2 separate regions of the Sus scrofa genome follow, and region 1 is linked to region 2. A link is a contact called in public Hi-C data. All regions are on one chromosome and are shown on one strand. The core of a region is the stretch at or near the end of the contact, and the rest is flanking DNA. Distances in the headings are between cores, read along the strand shown. Region 1 overlaps LOC106510687 (a long non-coding RNA gene). Region 2 has its middle 37 kb from the start of TTR.

Region 1 (3,853 bases), core at 369-2,868, 370 kb before region 2:
CTCATACCAAGTGAAGTAAGTCAGAAAGAGAAAGAAAAATACAGTATGATATCATTTATATGTGGAATTTAAAATATGGCACAAATGAAACTATCTACAAAACAGAAACAGGCTCATAGACAGAGAGCAGACTTGTGGTTGCCAAGGTGGAGAGGGGGTAGAGTGAAATGGACTGGGAGTCTGGGGTTAGTGGGTGAAAATTATTACATTTATTTTTATTTTTAATTTTTTTGTCTTTTTAGGGCCACACCCACAGCATATGGAAGTTCCCAGACTAGGGGTTGAATTGGAGCTGTAGCTGTTGGCCTACACCACAGCAACAGCAACGCCACATCAGAGTTGCACCTGTGACCTACACCACAGCTCACCACAATTCCAGCTCAGGGATAGTACCTGCATCCTCATGGATACTAGTTGGGTTCGTTACTCCTGGGCTGTGACAGGAACTCTGCAAACTTACATTTAGAATGGATGGACAATAGGATCCTGCTGTATAGCACAGGGAACTGTGTCCAATATCTTGGGATAGAACGTGATGGGGGATGATATGAGGAAAAGAATGTATTATATATATGACTGGGTCACTTTGCTGTACAGCAGAAATTGACATAACATTGTAAATCAATTATATATAAAAAAAAATCACAGCTAACACAGTTTGTTTGACAATTAACCAGGCCCATGTTGTGATAATGATTCTGTTGCTGTCTTGGATTACTATTTAAAACTGGTAACTATTTTAAAAGACTCATAACTATTTAACTTCCAATTAGATTATAAGTAATTTGAAATCTCTGCCTTATATGGCCCAGTGCCTTGCCCATGTATTTGGAAAGGATCCTTCTTGCATTTGGTAGGATTGCAGGAGTCATTGTGAATAAGGACAAAGAACCTTACTGCCATTCTGCTGTGGATGTCACTGATATTGACTCTGAGATTCCCAGCAATTGCAAGGGAAGCCTTCTTGCCATCCTCCTACCACAAGTGGTCCTGGGTCACAGTTCCTATTTCCTACTTCCTCCCTCTTGCCTTAATTTGCAAAGATGGCTTCTGCCTTGGTTCCTGGTGCAAAAGTTGTTTTCCTGGTATTCCAAGCATCCCCTTCCAAGAATGACATAATTATTCGTCTGAAGCAGGACCCTACTGAGGATGCAAGGGGATGCTATGTATACTTATATCAAGGTCACAGGCATTAGTCAGTACTGCACAGGCTAGTTATCCGTACTTCGCCTGGTGCTGGATCTTTGCCTGGCATTTTCCTGTCTTCTCATTGACCACCAAAAACCTGTCCTTGAAACCCAGGCAGGCTGGGAGTGGAGGTCGCAACAGATCTCCCAGACACAGATTGCCTTGACCTGAGAACACTGTCCTTTGCCCTCCTGGCTGGACTTCTGTTGTCAGCTGAGTCAGACCCTCCCACCCGCTTCCTAGGGGAGTGAGTTTGGCCAAGTCTCAAGACTAATGCCTGTTTTACTCTGAGAAAAGAGTCATGCTTCCTGTGATAGGGCAAGTGCTGCTGTTAATCCAATTAACTGGTTAAAGTACAAACAGTCCTCAAATAGGGGCAAATAGACACAATGAGCTTTGCACTGACTGGTCTCTGCCAATTCCGCTTGTGCTGTAATCTACAGCACTCCCAGCTCTGCACAAAGTAGGTCATTGGGTCAGAGTGCTTTGGGGAGTTCCAGCAACCACAGTGTCACCTTGGCTGTGACTCCCAAGCAGCTACCCTCCTCTCCAGCTTTCCTCCGGTGGTCTCTCCATCTCCCTGCTAAGTCAAGGACTTGAGTTTCTCTTTCTTAAGGTTTTAGGCACCACTTGACTCTAAAATACTTTCCAAGACACTGTTGTCTATCATTATAATTTCTCCTTTAATTAAAAGCACTTTCCTTGAGGCAGAGCTTCCGTGCCTGCCCACTTGCACCTCTCACAAGCGTCCTATCTTAATAAATCTATTTACTGCCTATCACTTTGTCTCTTGCTGAATTCCTTCTGCAAGGAGACATGAAGACCTGAACCTCAGTGAGTCAAGACACAGGGTGCTATGCTTTATTCCCAGCTTGCAGCCAGTCCAACTCTCACCCATCGTGGATGCTGCTGGGGGCACCTTCTGTTGGCAATTTCTCAGGCACTAATACCTAGTTGGAAGACTACCTTGGAAGGGATAACATCTAAAATAGTAAGTGCAAATTTTGACAAAATTGAGTGGTAGATTTTGACCTAAGAGTGGAATTTGGATAATATAGGAGTTAGAGAAATCACCTTGGGGTTGGGTCTGAAATGGATCTGGCTGCACCAACACCAACCACCCTTGAGGTGGGAGCCCCTCCTCCAGCTGAGGCTATTGACAGAGATGGGGATGAAAAGAGGTTCCTTGCACATTTGGAAACCTTTTCTTTATATCAGGAATTGCCCAAGAGGCCCATACTTAGCCCAGCTAGCACTCCCATTGGTTTAAATTACCAATCTACTGCCCCTACGGTTTTGCCTGAGAGAAGTTCCTGAAGGAAATCAGGGAACTATTAGAATTCATGTACCTTTCTCAATGTCTAATGTAAGTATGGCAGAGGAACAGGTTAGGGTTTTTCTGTGGATACTGAATGCTTTACAAAGGGGTTTACCTGACTAGTGAGATCTTTTGCTCTCAGATGGGGGGATTTTCAGATCTTACTGCTGCAGCCCTGAGAAAAAAGTGTATAATACTGGTGGCCAGAGCCCATGCAGACCAACTGGCACCCCAGGCCCGACGGGGCCATGTAGTGCACTGTGTGGGGAATGATGCTGTTCCTGAGGCAGATCCACAATGGAACTACCACGCGAATTCTATTGATAGAGATAGATGGGATCATATGATTAACTGTTTAATAGAGGCTACGAAGAAACTTACATTAAAACCTGTAAATTACGAGAAGTTGAGAGAGGTCCAACAGAGACAGGATGAAAATCCTGCAGTCTTCCAAGGGAGACTAGTAGAGGCTTTTAGGAAGTATACAAATGTGGATCCCTCCTCCCCCGAGGGACAGGCCCTTTTGGCTATGCATTGCATAGCCCGGTCTGCCTCAGACATGAGGTGCAGACTTTAGAAAGCAACTGCTGGTCCTCAGACTCCAATGAACAATTTGTTCCAATTGGCTTATTTGGTTTTCAATAATAGGAATGTGGCCAAAAAGTCTGAAAGCACCCAGAGAAATATGCAAAAGGTTCAAATGATTGCAGTAGCTTTGTCTGCTCAGAGACCACCAATGGCGAGACTGGCTTTTCCAGGCCTATCTGGGCCTGGCAGATATTAGGTCAACAGGTACCCAGACAGGACCAGTGTACCCTGTGTGGACAAAAGGGGCACTGGAGAAAAGATTGCGATGGATGTGCCTTCTGCAAGCACCCAGGGCATTGGAAGAGGGAATGCCCCAGATGCCAGAGTGACAGGGGCCCCTCAGCCATCGATGGTTTTGCAATCAGAAGATCCAGGGGGCCTGAAGCCAAAAGTGGCTCTGCCTAGACATACCATCTACATAACAAATACTGAGACTGGAGACTTGGGTGGTCATTGATTTGGCAGGCCATTTAATAGAATTTCTTATAGATACTGGTGCAAACTTCTTGGTCTTAACCCAAAGGACTGGAAATCTTAGTAATCATAAGGAGTATGTAATGGGGCTGTGAGGGAAGAGGCAAGGGCAACATCAATGACCAGCAGGTTTTACATTCCTTTCTGTTTGTACCTGATTGTCCCATCCCTTTAATAAGAAGAGATTTATTAACTAAGTTAGAGGTCACTCTGTTTCTTGCCGAACAAGGGAACCACCCTCATCACCAAATGGTTCTAACAGAAAACAGAGAGGATCCAATTGAA
Region 2 (3,624 bases), core at 862-3,361:
TGCACTTTAGTGGTTGCAAATTAAATGAAGGACAGACAGGTGAGACACTGACATCATTGATCACACATAGGTTTAGGAAATCAATATGAATATTTTGTTGGATTTTCCAAATTTTCAATTGTCTTGTTTGAGTGTATCACGAGAGGATACAGACCAAAGAGGCCCATTCCTGTTTTCAGTGACCTCAACTCCTGATGAGGATGGGGATAAGAAACAAGATTTACACACACAAAGCAATTAGAGAAATATAGAAAATAGTTTGTTTTTTCATCTTTTATCTGTATTTTGCCTTCCCCTCCCCTCCAACGAAGTATGTATAATGCAAGAAAATATTTTAGTAACACTTTAAAAATGTGGAAATGGGAGTGAAAGAAAGAAGGAGTTGAACCTAGCCAGGACATCTTCCAGAAAACGATAAATTCAGTAGACATTCTGGCTAGCAAATGACAACTTAAAAAAAATTAAATATTGATCATTTCTGCTAGTTAGAGATATGGGGGGGGGAGGCTATACCAGTGGTTTATGACAAAACAAGCAAATATTAAACCAAGTCTACAAAATGTACAAATATTTATTAACAGGCAGGTCCAGAAAGTCATTCAACATGATTTTGTAGCTCAGGGCCTTTCTGCTCTCAGCCCGAGTCACTTCTGACCAGCAGTCGATGCAAGGTCCATTCTGAGGCAGGCACCATCATGTTCAGATGCCAGGACGAGCCAGTATTGTGGTCCGTCAGCCGGCAGGAATCTCCTGGGAGTAGAAGCACATGGCACAGGTGAGGTTCTGGTGCTGCAGGAACTATGGGACCGGCGGGGTTGCCTTATTCTCATGCCACGTTCATGGACCTTCCTGTTGGATGGGAACGGTACACCCAGTGCCTAAACAATCACCAGTCTCAAAACCACTCGTTTGACCATTTAACCATTACATCTGTCCCTCATGCTAATGAGCAAATCTTCCAGTGTGGATTTTGGAAATGACATTTGAAGGGCTAAGTAATCCGAGTGGGCATTTCTGATTAAAAATCTTCAAACACTGACGTTCTTTTTGTGGCTCAGTGGGTTAAGAACCTGACTAGTATCCATGAGGCTGTGGGTTCAATCCCTGGCCTTGCTCAGTGGGTTAAGTATCCTGCGGTGTAGGTCACAGATGCAGCTCGGATCTAGCATTGCTGTGGCTGTGGTGTAGGCTGGCAGCTGTAGCTTCCATTCAACCCCTAGCTCAGGAACTTCTATATGCCACAGGTATGGCCCCAAAAAGAGAAGAAAAGAAAAAAAAAAAAGAATTCTTCAAACACCAACCACTCCCAGGAAACAAATTAGAATTAACATGTACACATGTTTATCACACATCTTACAATGAAGTGGTTTTGAAATGAATTATCTCGCAGACATCACAATAGAAGTCATAACGAAGAAGCAGATCACCATACGTTAAGGTCTTTATATAAATATTTTTTAAAACTAGAAGGGAAGAAGGAAATAATTTGCATGGACCTAAATTTAGACTACAAAAGAAAGCAGGAAAGGCCACTGAGCTAAGTACAAAAGCCTCAGAAGCAAGTAAGCAAAAAACACTCCTTACGTTCCCGTCGCGTGGCTCAGTGGAAACGAGTCCGACTAGGAAGCATCAGGTTTCGGGTTCGATCCCTGGCTTCACCCATTGGGTTAAGTCTCTGGTGTTGCCATGAGCTGTGGTGTAGGTCGAAGATGTGGCTCGGATCCTGAGTTGCTGTGGCTGTGGTGTAGGCCAGCGGCTACAGCTCCAATTGGGCCCCTAGCCTGGGAACTTCCATATGCCGGGGGGTGTGGCCCTAAAAAGCAAAACAAAAACAAAAACAAAAATACACTCCTTAGAATTAGTTCCACAGGCAAGAATGATCAGTCTTCCCCTCGCTTAGTGGAAGAGTTGTTTGTGGAGTTCGGGTTGCAGAGCCTCTGAGGAAACAGAAAAGCTGTGTGAAGCCTGCATCCAAGGCCACCTAGCTGGGGTGTTGGCTGCCATCGATGATCTTAGACCCTTCCTTTGGAAATTGTACAACCACATACATGCTTTGGTGTTATTGCCTCTGGTTGTGGCTAAAGGCTCCATAGCGACTCTGCAGTCTCTTCATTCAGGCTACTTTCAACTCAGGTTTACATTGTGTTACGGTTTCCAGCAATTTGTGTTAATTATTCACCAAAGAGTTGTTTGAGGAAATGCATGACTTTCATGGGAAAAAATAGTACAGATTTTCAAGCCAAGTCTGTTTGTTTACTAGGTGTTACGGGCTGAGTTCTGTTCCCTCAAAGTTCATCTGTTGAAATCCCAACTCCTATTACCTTGGAAGGTGACAATATTTGGAACTAAAGTGTTTTTTTGCTTTTGCCTTTTTTTCAGGGCCGCATGCACAACATATGGAGATTCCCAGGCTAGGGGTTGAATCAGAGCTATAGCTGCTGGCCTACACCACAGCCACAGCAACATGGGATCGGAGCAGCATCCTACACCACAGCTCAGGGCAACACTGGATCCTTAACCCACCGGGTGAGGCAAGGGATTGAACCCACATCCTCATGGATACTAGTTGGGTTCGTTAACCACTGAGCCCTGATGGGAACCACTGGAGCTAAAGTCTTTACAGAGGTAGTTAAGTTAAAATAAGGTCATGGGGCTGGGCCCTAATTCACCATGACTGGCATCCTTATAAGAAGGGGAAATATGGATGTAGACACATACAGAGGGAGAGGCAGGTGAAGATAAGGGAGAAGAGGGCCGTTGACAAGCCAAGGAAGGAGGCCTGGGAAGAAACCAACCCTGCTGACACCTTGACATCAGGCTTCTGGCCTCTAGATGTATGAAAAAATAAAGGTCTGTTGTTTAAACCCCCAGTCTGAGAGCTTTGTCATGGCAACCCAAGCAGACTAACACAACAGAATTTTTTATTTTATTTTTAATTTTTTTTTTTTTTTTTTTTTTTTTTTTTTGCTTTTTATGGCCATGCTCGTGGCATATGGAGTTTCTCAGGCTAAGGGTGGAATCAGAGCTGCAGCTGCCAGCCTACACCATAGCCACAGCAATGTGGGATCCAACCTGCACACAGCAACGCTGGATCCTTAACCCACTGAGCGAGGCCAGGGATTGGACTTGCATCCTCATGGATTCTAGTCAGATTTATTGCCAATAAGCCACGATGGGAACTCCCAACAGAATTTTTTAAAGGGGGTTTTTATGACTTTAAACATGAGCCATTGTTTAGCAGCTGAATGTCAGTGAGTGTCCCCAGGGAAGCAGATGAAAGTGAGGAAGGTTTAATGGATCGAATGCAAAAGGTGAGGCAGATGGGAGAATCCGAATAGGATGGTCTAGGATCCCAAGTTGGGCAATGTTTGAGGAGGGGACAGTCAACACCCACAGGCCTCCAGGTGCAGAGGGAGGAAGAGTGGGTTCTCAACTCAGAAATGGTGTTGCTGTGTGGAGCGAGATGCCTAGAAAGTGCTGGAAGAAGGAGACGGGAGGAAATGCCCTGACTTTATTTCTCTCTTTCTTGCAACCTCAGCCAATGCCTCCCAGTGGCCAAGTCAAGGCCAGATGACAAGGATGTCTGGGGAAGCAGCCATAGATTAGAGCCAGTGAGAAAGGGCA

The links. Hi-C and Micro-C count contacts between places; a contact is called where the count stands out from the background.
Region 1: a Hi-C map of liver shows a contact between it and region 2, with 2.1 times the contacts expected there. The contact joins two enhancer-like sites. A contact is called at or near these places in 2 of 47 Hi-C or Micro-C datasets (liver and skeletal muscle).

What each region holds. Positions count from the first base shown.
Region 1 is chr6:115,828,141-115,831,993 of Sscrofa11.1, reverse strand. The region is part of intron 3 of LOC106510687 (a long non-coding RNA gene); the gene reads left to right. Among named protein-coding and RNA genes, the nearest start is that of RNF125, 28 kb to the left of the region's middle. Within about 2 kb of position 1,618, at least 10 of the 83 cell types and tissues checked have an H3K27ac peak or open chromatin away from gene starts, as enhancers often do. A contact at or near this core is called in liver, where this site is marked.
Region 2 is chr6:115,457,723-115,461,346 of Sscrofa11.1, reverse strand. No RefSeq gene overlaps it. Among named protein-coding and RNA genes, the nearest start is that of TTR, 37 kb to the left of the region's middle. Within about 2 kb of position 2,111, at least 5 of the 83 cell types and tissues checked have an H3K27ac peak or open chromatin away from gene starts, as enhancers often do. A contact at or near this core is called in liver, where this site is marked.